3 separate regions of the Mus musculus genome follow, and regions 2 and 3 are each linked to region 1. Evidence: chromatin contacts called from public ChIA-PET and Hi-C data. All regions are on one chromosome and are shown on one strand. Each heading gives the region's core, a stretch centred on a gene start, on an enhancer-like site or on the middle of the called end of the contact. The rest is flanking DNA. Distances are from core to core; before and after follow the strand shown. Region 1 holds the start of Gng4 (guanine nucleotide binding protein (G protein), gamma 4). Region 2 overlaps Nid1 (nidogen 1). Region 3 has its middle 73 kb from the start of Lyst.

Evidence for each region. A called contact is a pair of places that touch in the nucleus more often than the background predicts. ChIA-PET counts read pairs in DNA pulled down with a chosen protein or histone mark.
Region 2: a contact with region 1 is called in an RNA polymerase II ChIA-PET map of memory CD8 T cells, with 4 times the contacts expected there. The contact joins the enhancer-like site here to the promoter of Gng4 in region 1. A contact is called at or near these places in 3 of 39 promoter capture datasets (embryonic stem cells, liver and pre-B cells), 3 of 484 Hi-C or Micro-C datasets (bone marrow-derived macrophages and erythroblasts), 3 of 115 datasets of contacts at active chromatin or transcription factors (bone marrow-derived macrophages, memory CD8 T cells and stem cell-derived neural progenitor cells) and 2 of 9 other capture datasets (liver and macrophages).
Region 3: a Hi-C map of bone marrow-derived macrophages shows a contact between it and region 1, with 36 read pairs. The contact joins the enhancer-like site here to the promoter of Gng4 in region 1. A contact is called at or near these places in 11 of 39 promoter capture datasets (the C10 cell line, the HPC-7 cell line, cranial neural crest and 7 more), 2 of 15 datasets of contacts at CTCF or cohesin (large pre-B cells and pro-B cells), 14 of 484 Hi-C or Micro-C datasets (B cells, the N1E-115 cell line, bone marrow-derived macrophages and 8 more), 6 of 115 datasets of contacts at active chromatin or transcription factors (embryonic forebrain, embryonic stem cells, large pre-B cells and 2 more) and 5 of 9 other capture datasets (adipose tissue, embryonic stem cells, liver and 2 more).

What each region holds. Positions count from the first base shown.
Region 1 is chr13:13,782,284-13,786,202 of GRCm38.p6, forward strand. Gng4 (guanine nucleotide binding protein (G protein), gamma 4) reads left to right here and starts at 2,024. Exons shown (of 4, transcript NM_010317.3): 1 at 2,024-2,360.
Region 2 is chr13:13,490,107-13,494,025 of GRCm38.p6, forward strand. Nid1 (nidogen 1) reads left to right here. Exons shown (of 20, transcript NM_010917.2): 12 at 1-61. Among named protein-coding and RNA genes, the nearest start is that of Nid1, 54 kb to the left of the region's middle. Within about 2 kb of position 2,210, at least 32 of the 459 cell types and tissues checked have an H3K27ac peak or open chromatin away from gene starts, as enhancers often do. A contact at or near this core is called in memory CD8 T cells, where this site is marked.
Region 3 is chr13:13,515,224-13,519,142 of GRCm38.p6, forward strand. No RefSeq gene overlaps it. Among named protein-coding and RNA genes, the nearest start is that of Lyst, 73 kb to the right of the region's middle. Within about 2 kb of position 1,813, at least 90 of the 459 cell types and tissues checked have an H3K27ac peak or open chromatin away from gene starts, as enhancers often do. A contact at or near this core is called in B cells, the HPC-7 cell line, adipose tissue and 6 more, where this site is marked.

The sequences.
Region 1 (3,919 bases), core at 774-3,273:
CAAACATGTAAATGCACTGTACATTACATGACATGGGCAAAAAGGCATGCCCTGCTGCTACTGGAGGGAAATTCTGTAGCCCAGGCCTCTGAAGACTGAGGCTGGGATCAGTGTTCCTGCTGAAGCCTTGCAAGGTTCTTCCCTCGTGAGCAGAGCCCATGAGAGGTAGGTTTTTAAAAGGTGATCCCGTGGCATTGGTTCATTCCCAATGTGAAGTAAGCTGGTCTCACCCAGCTCCTATTGGCTGATCACAGGAAGCCTTCTTTTTATTCTCAAATTTTGATCTTGTCCAAATCGTTTTTAAAATCCAGTTCCAAAGGGTTTTTTTATGTTGTTTTCTGAGATTTTAGTTAAATCTACACTATAGTTTTCATAGTGGTTGAATAACTTAGATTCCTTTCCTGTTGCTCTGATATGTATCTTGACAAGAGCCACTTGTTAAATAAATTTGAGACTGACACATATGAATTGAACACATATGTCCTATCAGAGGTTATCACAGCTACATTTAGATTTACTGATAATTTCTTATTTAGATATTATTGTCTGCCGTACCAGAAGCAATTGGTCTCTTTGAGTCGGCTGCCCCTCTACCCTTGTACTCAACACTGAATCAACTCCGTTGCTTTTAATTATCCTTAATCATGATATACTTAGGATATTTAATGTGTCCCAGAGGTCCGATGTGTTACTCGTTTGGCCCCCAGAAGGGCTGCTCCTGGAAGAGGGTAGGGTCTTTGTATAGGAGGCTGCCCAAAAGGATACAACTCCCTCCAGAGCCCTAGAGACTGAATATTGGTCTGACAAGAAGGGGCCTGGGAGAAATGGAGGAGTCCCAGTAGCCACCCAGTCTACCGGAGAGTTTATCTATTGAAGTGCCATGCAGTTGAACAGTTGGCACAACTCGTTAGAATTCTGGTGAGAGGAAACCTAAGGTCAACTTTCCTGCAGCTGGTTTGTGGAAAGAGTGTACAACCGAGCCAGGGCTTGCAGGGGAGACGTGAATCCAAGAGGAAAAATAGTGGACACGATTGTGTGCTGCTTGAATTTTCAACAGTAGTGACTATAGGATCTCAGCCTCTGCCTTGTGAATATTACTGGCTAAATCATTGCGACGTCATTTAATTCTGAGGCCTAAAGGGACTCCTGGGAACTGTGAAGACAATCAGTGTGATTTCCCACCCCACTGCGTCTTTCCAGCCTCTCTGGGCAGTTTCACTCAGCAGCCTAAGTGCACCTCTGTCCACGGTACTGTGAGGCATGTCAGATAGATATGCGAAAATCTAAGGCACCCTGTGTAGTGTCACTTTCTGCAGGGATAGTTAGGGAAGGTGAACAGGAGGAAGGAAGATTTTCAAGAAATCTGTCAGTGGTGTTCAGACAGAAGTAATACGGTTTCCTCCTTCTTTATGCATTTACTGCCTGAAATGTTTTCTCTGCTTCTGTCTTCAGAGGGCTTTGTATTATTTCCTGAGTTGAAAAACAGACGTGGCTGAAGCTGCGTCTCAAGGAAGAGGAGTTTGGTAATTCATCGGTTTACAATGAGACTCACAAAACACAGTTCCATTAGGACGAGGCTTGGCAGGCCATGACCATCTCACCGTTGGGAGTCGCCAGGATTCCCCGTGGCAGCAGTTCCTTGCTGTCCACTCACACCCTTGTGACTGGCTGGGAGGCAGCTGTTCTGCCAAGCCTGGCCGGGTGGCGGTCTTGCCCGCGTTGCTTAGCGACGTCTGCGTAAGATTGGTGCGCATTTCCAGATGTTCAGCATCTGCGCTAACAGCGCCCACCTTCCTCGGCGTGAGGCACCCTAGGTGTCCCCAGGTGAAGTACCCTGAGCTGGCCGTCCCCACTCTGCACTTGGGGATCTGCCTCGAGCCATAAACCCTCCAAGGCTGCGCACTCCCCGGGAGGGCGGGTTTGGGTGAGGCCCGGGATTTGGGGCGCGCGGAGCCCGGAGTGGGAGCCCCAGTGACGCACCAGTGACGTCGGCGGCGGCGGGCGGGATTTCCCGGCCCCTCCCGGCGCGGGAGGAGACCTGCTGCGAAGGAGTGGGTGCGGCCAGCGTGGCGCAGCAGGCGAGGGTTGGGGGGTCACCGTCTTGCACCCAGTGGGCCCACTGCGCAGACCCGAGGTCCCGCTTGCGGGTGGCTTTGCTGTGGCTTGTGCTCCGTGCCGCGCCCCCTTTTCTCCCCAGACGCGCAGGGTCTTCTGTGGTCCGGGACCCCGCGGGTGGCGACGCGGGGCGCGCTTTCACTGAGCCCGGGGCGAGCGATGCCGCTTGGCCTGGCCAACCCCGTCGAGCGCCGCGCCGGGGACCCAGCCCGCGTCTGAGCAGCGCCGGCTGCGCGCCGGCTGCGGTAAGTGGCGCCCGAGGCCCCCGGGAGGGCGCGGCGCCTCGTCGGGGAACCTCGGTCCGGGCCCCGACAGCTCCGAGAGACCCTGGGCGAAATCTAAAAGTCTCAGAACTGAAGAGATATTCTAGCTCCTGGGTCTTCCCTGGAGGTGCCTCAGCACGCTTCACAAAGACCTGTGGTTCGTTGTGGTGGCGGCCGCTTGGTGCACGGCCGCGGGGCGCCTCCAGCCTAAGCCTCCCTAATGTCCACAGGTAGCCCGAGTCTCGGGGGACACAGCCGAATCCCCCGGGGTCGAGGAGGGCCGAGGCCCTCATGGGACTCTTCTTCATCAGTGGGGCGTAGAGGTCCCTTATGGCTGGCCATGATCATAAAGGACGCCCCCTCGTCCCACCCCCCACCATGCAGAAGATCACAGGAGATGGATGGCATGGCCACTGATAATTTTGTTTGGAGCAGTGTTTTGGCAGGGGTTCGCAGACGCTCTCTGCTTTCCCGACGCCAGGACAACTGCCTGGGGTAGAGAGGGAAGAGCACGGTGACCTGGGCGAGTTTGTGCCCTCCCTCTCGATGGCGACTGTCCCCGAAGCAGGTGCTGAAACGCGCTGCTGAGCTCACGGGGCATAGCTTTGGGAGAGCGAGCTTTGCTTTAATTTTTAGTCTCCTGGGAAATAATGAGGCAAGATGCCAGTTATGGCTGCAAAAGGCTCCTTCATTTAGACTAGTCTGCTTCTTGTCGTGTATTTTGAGCTAAGATGTGAGCGAGGGTACTTGCAAATGTGAAAGTTTGATCCAGTGATAGATAAATCCCGTCCTCGCTTCCCAGGCCTCCGGGGTCTGTAAAAGGCTGGCAGCAGACAGGCCGGCGTTTCAGCCAGAGCAAGTCTGCGAGACCGTGCTAGGGTTCCGGTGAAAAAGCGTCACTCCTGCCGTCTGCTCCAAAGCGAGGTGTGATGGCCCCCAAGGCTGCAGCTAGGCTCTTGGGCTGCGTGCAGGCTGCCTGGTTCTTCATTACTGGGGCACCACCGCCCTTTTCCTCTTGTTGGCTTGCAAGGAGGAAGGCAGCCACCTCCTCCTCTGGTCCTGTTAACCTGGTATTGGCCACTTGGGGGTGGGATGGGGAAGACCTGGTGCTTTCAGTCCTGAGAAACAAGACACAAGGTGCTTGTAAACTGTACTTGGGGTTTCTGGATTTCTCCGGCCTGCTGAGAGGTGGCGATGAAAATGCAGAACCTGCTGGGGTGCGTTGCTAGCCAAGGGACTCTCGGGCTCAGAGCTATGGAACCTGCAACCGTTAGGCCCCAGTCCTTTCCCCTCCTAATAAAACCCATGGAGGAAGCAATGGAGGGAATTTTGGGGCAGGGAACTGCACAGGGAAGGAAGGGCCATCCTGACTAGTTTATGCCTGTCTGACTAGCTGCCATCCCCCCTTTTCATGGTAGTCTGTGAGAAAGTACCCATAGGGGAGATTTCCCTTGTTCATTCCCTAGAATCTGAAGAATGGCCATCCCCAAAGCTCCCAAATCTCCATCGCTCTTCATAATTGTGGATTTTTAGATGGCACA
Region 2 (3,919 bases), core at 960-3,459, 290 kb before region 1:
TCTTTCACATGTCAGTGCAAGCCTGGCTATCAGGGGGATGGCTTCCGATGCATGCCCGGAGGTAAGATGGGGGTGTTAAGAGTTGATGGCCTATTGATGTGTTCATAAGCTTTGATGACCTGGGGAGGAGGGGCTCTGAGGAAGTGGTCCATGGAAAGTTTTCAGAGTTCTGTACAATGGAGATTAGACCACAGGCCTTAGTGCAGAAGTGCATAGTACACAGCTTTCGGGGATACTTCAAAGGACCCAAAGCCATGCTGGAATTTTAGATTGTATTGGTTCCTAGGTACCGGAGTCAGCAGCACAGGATCAAAACGGGCACTGAGCTTTATTTACCAGAGGACTGTAGAGAAACAGAGCCAAGAGAATATATGTGTATATATGTGTACACACACACACCCATCCACACACACACACACACACACACACTTATAAGAAATTGAATCTTGGGGCTGGAGAGATGGCTCAGCAATTAAGAGTACCGACTGCTCTTCCAGAGGTCCTGAGTTCAATTCCCAGCAACCACATGGTGGCTCACAACCATCTGTAATGGTTAACCTCTTCTGGTGTATCTAAAGAGAGCAATGGTGTACTCACATACATAAAATAAATAAATCTTTAAAAAAAAGAAATTGAATCTTATCATTTTGAAGACTGTCAAACCCTAGCATCTGTTTTCAGGAAGCAGGGAACCCAAGAAAGCCAATACCATTTAGTTCAGGTGTGAAGGCCATAGAACCAAGAAAGCGTATGTTCGAATTCCAGTCCAGAAGCTAGTAGCCTTGTGACCTAGAAAAGGCTTATGTTTGGTTTGATCAAAAACATAGGAAACAAATGATTTCTGGTTTGGAGGCTATCAGACAGAAACAATCTTTCTCTTTCTCTTTCTCTTTCTCTTTCTCTTTCTCTTTCTCTTTCTCTTTCTCTGTCTCTGTCTCTGTCTCTGTCTCTGTCTCTGTCTCTGTCTCCCTGTCTCCCTGTCTCTCTGTTTGTCTGTCTCTCTATCCCCTCCCCCCTCATAGGTCTTACTATGTAGCCCTAGTTGTCCTGGAGCTCCATATGTAAACTAGACTGGCCTTGAACTCACAGAGATCCTCCTAACTCTCAGAATGCTGGGATCAAAGTCGTGTGCTACCATGTCTGGGCAAGAGTTCTCTTTATTCAGAAGAGGAGCAAGTTTGTCTGTGTTCTGTTTATGTCTTTACATGACTGGATGAGGCCAGAAAGAACAATGTACATAGAATGTCAACCTTAATAATGCCATCCAGAAACAGGATGATGTGACCAAATGTCTGGTCTAGCCACATGGACATAAGATCAACAGAAGCCTGGGAGTGTTGGGGAATGGAATGTATGATGGGGAGATGGGATGAAGGGCCCAAGATGGGGGGAGGTTTAACTAAAGTATGGAATGTTTTACATCACCTGTTACTGACCTGAATATGCAGCCTTGGGAATTGCTGCTTACCTGAGACTTGAGTGGCCCCTCCTTGGCATGTAGGCATCCCAGAAGCCTCAAGCCAGGTTAGGTTTGAGACTAGGAACTGGTCAGACTCTCAGGAAACACTGTTGAACAAATGCTCATAGATGGCTGCCAGCTATACAGAACCTACTAGGCATACCCAGTGTCTGTGTTTGTCAGTTTTCAGCTGAGGGAACAAAATACCCAAGACATCAACTTGAAGAAGGGAAGTTTTGTTTTGGGTCACGGTGTCAGATCATTGTCGAGGTTGTTGCTTTGGGCTGGGGTGAGGCAGAACCTCATGGTGGGGAGCACGGAGCAAAGCTGAGGACCTCACTGGCAGCTAAGAAGCAAGAAGAGAGTGGGAGTGTGGTGAGGTGGCTCAGCAGGCAGAGTGCTTGCTGCCTCGAGTCTGGCAACCTGAGCTTGATCCCCTGAAGACATGGTGGGAGGAAAGACTCTCACAAGTTGTTCTTTGTGCTCTCTCACATGGGCTTGCATGTGTGCATGAACACACACACACACACACACACACACACACACACTGCTTTAAAAAAAATCACTGCTAAAGGAGAAGAGGGCCACCTTCTGTTTCTGAAATTACAGGTTGTGGCTATAGCTCTGCCCACAGATTTTGATGGGAGGGACACATAAAGAAGCAGTCCTGGCCACTAGAGCTGAGTGAGGTGTTCCAGCTGCTGTTAAAACAGCCAGCATTCAGCATTTCTGTGGGCTGCTTTCACATCTCCAGTTCAAAGAGAAACAGATGTCTAAGTTTTTGTTTCGATTTTTTAGAAAGTCTGACTCCTTGCCCTATCTTTAAGGCTCTGTTTACTAAACAGAAACAGATCTAGACTTGTAGTCTGGGATGTGGCGATGGGACACAGATAATGTCAATAAGGGCCATCTGCTAAGATGGCTTATTTATTTAATGTTGTTCTCAGAAGAAAGCCAACATCCAGTTATATACCCAAGGGGGCATGCCCTAGAAATAAATGTACAAGAATGTTTATGTATCATTTATAATAAAAAAAAACAATCTAAATATCTAATGTCTTAGTCAGGGTTTCTATTCCTGCACAAACATCATGACCAAGAAGCAGTTGGGGAGGAAAGGGTTTATTCAGCTTACACTTCCACATTGCTGTTTATCATCAAGGAAGTTAGGACTGGAACTCAAGCAGGTCAGGAAGCAGGAGCTGATGCAGAGGCCATGGAGGGATGTTCTTTACTGGCTTGCTTCCCCTGGCTTGTTCAGCTTGCTCTCTTATAGAACCCAAGACTACCAGCCCAGAGCACTAATTGAGAAAATGCCTTACAGCTGGATCTTGTGGAGGCATCTCCCCAACTGAAGCTCCTTTCTCTATGATAACTCCAGCCTGTGTCAAGTTGACACCTCAAACCAGCCAGTACATCTAGCAACAAGAAGAATGGAAAGATGAATTTTAGTTTAAATTGTACTATGAAGTAACAGGCAACAGCCAAAACAAATGGACTGTAGCAATAGATAAACCTCAAAAGATAATGTTGAAATACATTACAAAAGGTTTTACACACACACACACACACACACACACATTGAATAAGTGTGTTTTGTTTATCTGTTTGGTTTTGTTGTAGAAAGGGGATATAGCCTAGTGGTAGAGTGTTTGCCTAGCATATGTGAGGTCCCAGCTTCAATCCCCAACACAGATGAAGAAGAGGGGAAAGAGGAAGAGGACTCATTGCAGGGGAGGGAACTTTAGGAGGTAAGGCTGGAGATCATAGGTTATTGGAGGGAGCGCTGGAACGCCAGCTCCTTCTTATTCTTGCTTTTTTTTTTTTAATTAGGTATTTTCCTCATTTACATTTTCAATGCTATCCAAAAAGTCCCCCATACCCACCCCCCAATCCCCTACCCACCCACTCCCCCTTTTTGGCCCTGGCGTTCCCCTGTACTGGGGCATATAAAGTTTGCAAGTCCAATGGACCTCTCATCTTGCTTTTTGGTCACCATGACGTGACTCATCTTCCTCTACCATGAATTCCCCTCCATGAAGCTATGCATCACCACAGACGCAAAGACAAACAGTAAGCCTCTCCTTTGTTTCCATAACAACCACTTCTCCACCCCCCTGAACTCCCTGAGAAATGATTCTCATCTTCCCTCCCACCTACATGCTCTGAGGCCTTTCATGGTTCTCGGCTCATGGCAGTTTCCAGTGAGTGTTTATAACACACTTAAAGCAGATAAGCAGTCTGAGGATCCCCCAGGGCTTTGGTCTGGGAAGAAGTTATGTCATTTCCCACAGTGGCAGCAGCAGCACAGAGAACAGAAGCCATTGCCTTTCCTGGTGTTTAATGCCTTTTTCTGTTCCCTCTCATTATCTGCCTTTTCCTTGTTGCCTATTCATTGCCTCTTCCTGAGCTTCCCTCCCATCCAGCATCCTTGGGCTCACATTGGGCAGAAGTTTGACA
Region 3 (3,919 bases), core at 563-3,062, 270 kb before region 1:
TGCTACATGCAACAGCATGGGCAAACCTCCAGGACATTGTGCGGTGACAAACAGACCAGTGGCTAAGGGACAGGTATTAGATCATTCCACTTACTTGAGGAACTTAGAATAGGCAAATTAAAACAAAACAAAACTGGAAGTAGATTTTAAGTCACCAGAAGGTAGAGGGAGGAAGAATGGAATTATTAATAATTAGAGTCTTCGAGGTGATAAAAAGCTTTAGGAAATAGGTTGGGGAGGGCTGCATCATTTTTAAAATGTAGTTAATGACACTGAAGTATGCACTTAAAATAGCTACAAGGGAAACTTTTGAATTATATATTCTCTTTTGTTTAATTACTTTGTTAAGAGCTCATCGTGTAGCTCAGGCTAGCCTCAAACTCACAATTTTTCTGCCTCATCTCCCAGTTCTGGGATTAAGGCCTGTGCCATGGCACCAGTTCTGTAGTACATACATGTATACAATATGTATACATGTTTATATATTACATAACAATATTTTACTATAATTTAAAAATTGTCATGTACAGCCTTATGAGCTTTGCATATTTATTATATTATATTTATATTGCAATAAAGTTGTTTTGTTTTACTGCAAAGCCAAATTTCCTAGTTACCTAAAAAGGGCAAAATACTGGTCTGGGCATTGTCGCAGCTGACTAGTCCTATGAAGACTATGAGGCTTTCCTTAGGATCCTGTCAGGAAGGGACTTTGCAGATGACCTGTCACTCTTTTCTTTCTCCCCACCCACCCCCTCTCTCTTGTGAGACAGGGTTTCTCTGTGTAACCCTGGCTGTTCTGGAACTTAATTTGTAGACCAGACTGGCCTTGCTTCTGCCTCCCAAGTGCTGGGATTAAAAGCGTGCACAAACTTTTATTATTATTTACATTATATTGTTATATTATATTATTATTTATTATACTAATAATATATTTATTTTAAATTTATGTGCATTGGTGTTCTGCCTGCATGTATGTGAAGGTGCCAGATCTCATGGACTTGAAGCTGCAGACAGCTGTGAGCTACCATGTGGGAACAGGGAACTGAACCAGGGTCCTCTGGAAGAACAGCTAGTGCTCCTAAATGCTGAGCTACCTCTGCAACCCCAACAGGCCGGCTCCCCCGACTCCCAACCCCCATGGCCAGCTTATTTTAAAAACATGGATTCTGGGGATCGAACTCTGGTCTTCTTGTTTTGTTTGGTGTGGGGGATGTAAGCTTGACTAGCTAGCATGTGTGTGGAGCCCTGGGTTTGACCCTTAGCTCTTAGCTCCGAATCCTGTAATCCAAGCACTTCGGAGGTGGAGGCAGAAGGATCAGAAGTTCAAGGCCATCCTTGGCTACACAGTGAGTTCAAGGTCAGCCTGGGCTTTGTGCGATCCTGGCGCTGGGGATCCAACCACAGTTTCGTGAATGCTAGGTAACTAACTACCAACGGAGCTACAGCCCCATCCGTGCGATTTTTAGAGGCTTCTCGAACAAACCCATCTGAAGATCACAGTTCTGAAGGGGAGGTTAAGGATCCTTTAGTAGCAAAACTATCTCTGTTCATTTCCTCTTTCACCAGGGTGTGGAGCTCAAAGGCCACAGCCAAAATCTTAGAGGAGTTTAGCAAGAAAGAGGGACATCTACAAAGTGATCCTTGTTAAGATGGCACAGAAATTAAGACATGGAAGTGCCAGAAAGCTCGAGAACTTTGAGAATGGCTTCTTGGACACTTGCCTCTCAAGAGGGGCACCGATGAGCATAGAGAGCATTCAGCCTGTTTTCAGCCTAGCTAGCCTCTCAGTTGAAATCTCGCTGGTTTGCCAACGCAGTTCCAAATGTGACCACAAGAGGTCAGAGCCGCTCAATGCACGAAGCATCACAAGATGACCTTAACTCATGCTGGTCACCTCCCAAAGGCCGACCTGTAAAACATAAAGGTGGAGTTAGTTATTCTGAAACTGCTCCATGCCTCACAGTGGGGGTTAAACTCTGGAAGAAGTTTAAAAGGGATAAACTTTTATCAAAAGTGGCCACTCCCGTGGGAAGTCACCTTTAACAGTGAACAAGAATTTGAATGAAGCTTGCTAGAAATAAAATGGCTTGGCCCGGACGAGTATGAGACCTTCGGAGACTGGCACTAGAAACACACGTTAGCATCTTATAAATACAACATGTTCTTCAAAGTAGTGAAACTGGGTCAACAAAGCCAGAAAGAAAAATAGGCTGTAAGTCTCAAGTGTCACTTGAGAGCACACTCAGGTGTCACCAGTTGTATACTAGGAATTGAACCTGAGTCCTTGTGCATGCTCGGCAAACACTCTACCACTGAACTCCATTCCTAGCCCAGACTGCCGGTGTTCTTAGTATTAGGTAGGACCATCATTTGATGGTGACAGTGCAGAGGGCCTTTTGTGATGATTCTTCAGCTCGTAGAAACCTCTAACCTTCTGGTTGCTTTGACTGAACCAAATGAAGTTATTTTTTGTTTTTTGTTGAGACTGAAAGATCCTGACAGAATGTAAAAGGTCACAGAAGCCCATTGGCAAGATAGATGTCAGTGTTAGCAGAACTAGCTTCACTGATTTAGAAAAATAGAGGTGCACAATGCTCTGGCCACTCCTTGAATCTGTGTGTCTGCCAATGTTTTGACCATTCCTTGACTCATGTGTGTGCCCACTGATGAAGCCCATTGCCAGGTGTTTGTGATATTGGTGGCTGAGAAAGAGTCAGAAAATCTCCCCAGCAACCACAGCCCGGCCAATCCTGAGTTGCTGCACCTGCACCAGACTCTTTCCTTGTACCCCTCCCATACCCATTTCTTGAGAATAGACATTGTTTAGTTCTGGAATCCCCTACTCCCCCCACTTCTCCTTTCTTCCCGAGGGCCTATAAAAACTGGGACCTCTTTCCCCTCGAGGTCGACTCCTCTACCCCAGCGTGGGATATGAGTTGTCCCCAGAGCTCTGGCTTTCCCCAATAAAGCCTCATGTGGTTTGCAACAAGCTCGGTCTATCGTGAGTTCTTGGATGTCTGCTATTGTCCTGAGGCCTGAGCGAGGGGCTCCTCTGGGAGTCTTTCAAGACCATTGGTTCCCTTCTGACTGTTTCCTCTTTTGTGGTCAATATGATGGTAGCCTCCAGCTGGAGGACAGTCTTGGGGCAAAGTACTGCATTGCATCGAGGACACTGTGTGTGTGTGTGTTTGAGCCTACCCAAGCCAGAGATTGATGGAGCACTTCATAGTTTGTCTTTACAAGTCTACATGAATTTTGTGTTCAAGTCCAATAGTAACTGATTAATTACGTTAGTTTATTTGACTAGGCTCTCCTGCAGCCCATCCCTCCTGGATCTCTGTGTGGCTGAGGATGACCCTGACCTCCAGGCCCTCCTGCTTTCTCCTCCCACGTGCTGGGGTGCTGGGGGCAACCAACAGAACAGTTTTATAATAAATGTAAAATACCACATATTTTTCAACAATAAATTTAAAATGTTTATGCATTTGTGTGTGTGTGTGTGTGTGTCTGTCTGTCTGTCTGTCTGTCTATATACACAGTACTCACAGAGGCCAGAAGAGGGCATAAAATCCCCTAGAACTGGAATTAGGTGATTGTGAACCTACCAATATGGGTGCTGGGAACTGGCCTCTCATCCTCTGGAAGCTCTTTTAACCACAGAGTCATCATCCCTACTCATAAAATGCCATTTTAACCCCTTAACATTTGCCTTGGGTTGAATTGTAGCCTGCCAAAAAGATAGGCATGGCTTTAACCCCAATACTTCACAATGTGATATTTAGAAATAAGGTCTTTTCAGATATAGTCAAATGAAGATGAGATCATGGGATAGGCCTTAACCCAACTGGACCAGGGTCTTTGTTAAAAGAAGAAAGTGGACTCAAAGATAGTACACACAGAAAATTTCTTAAGAGAG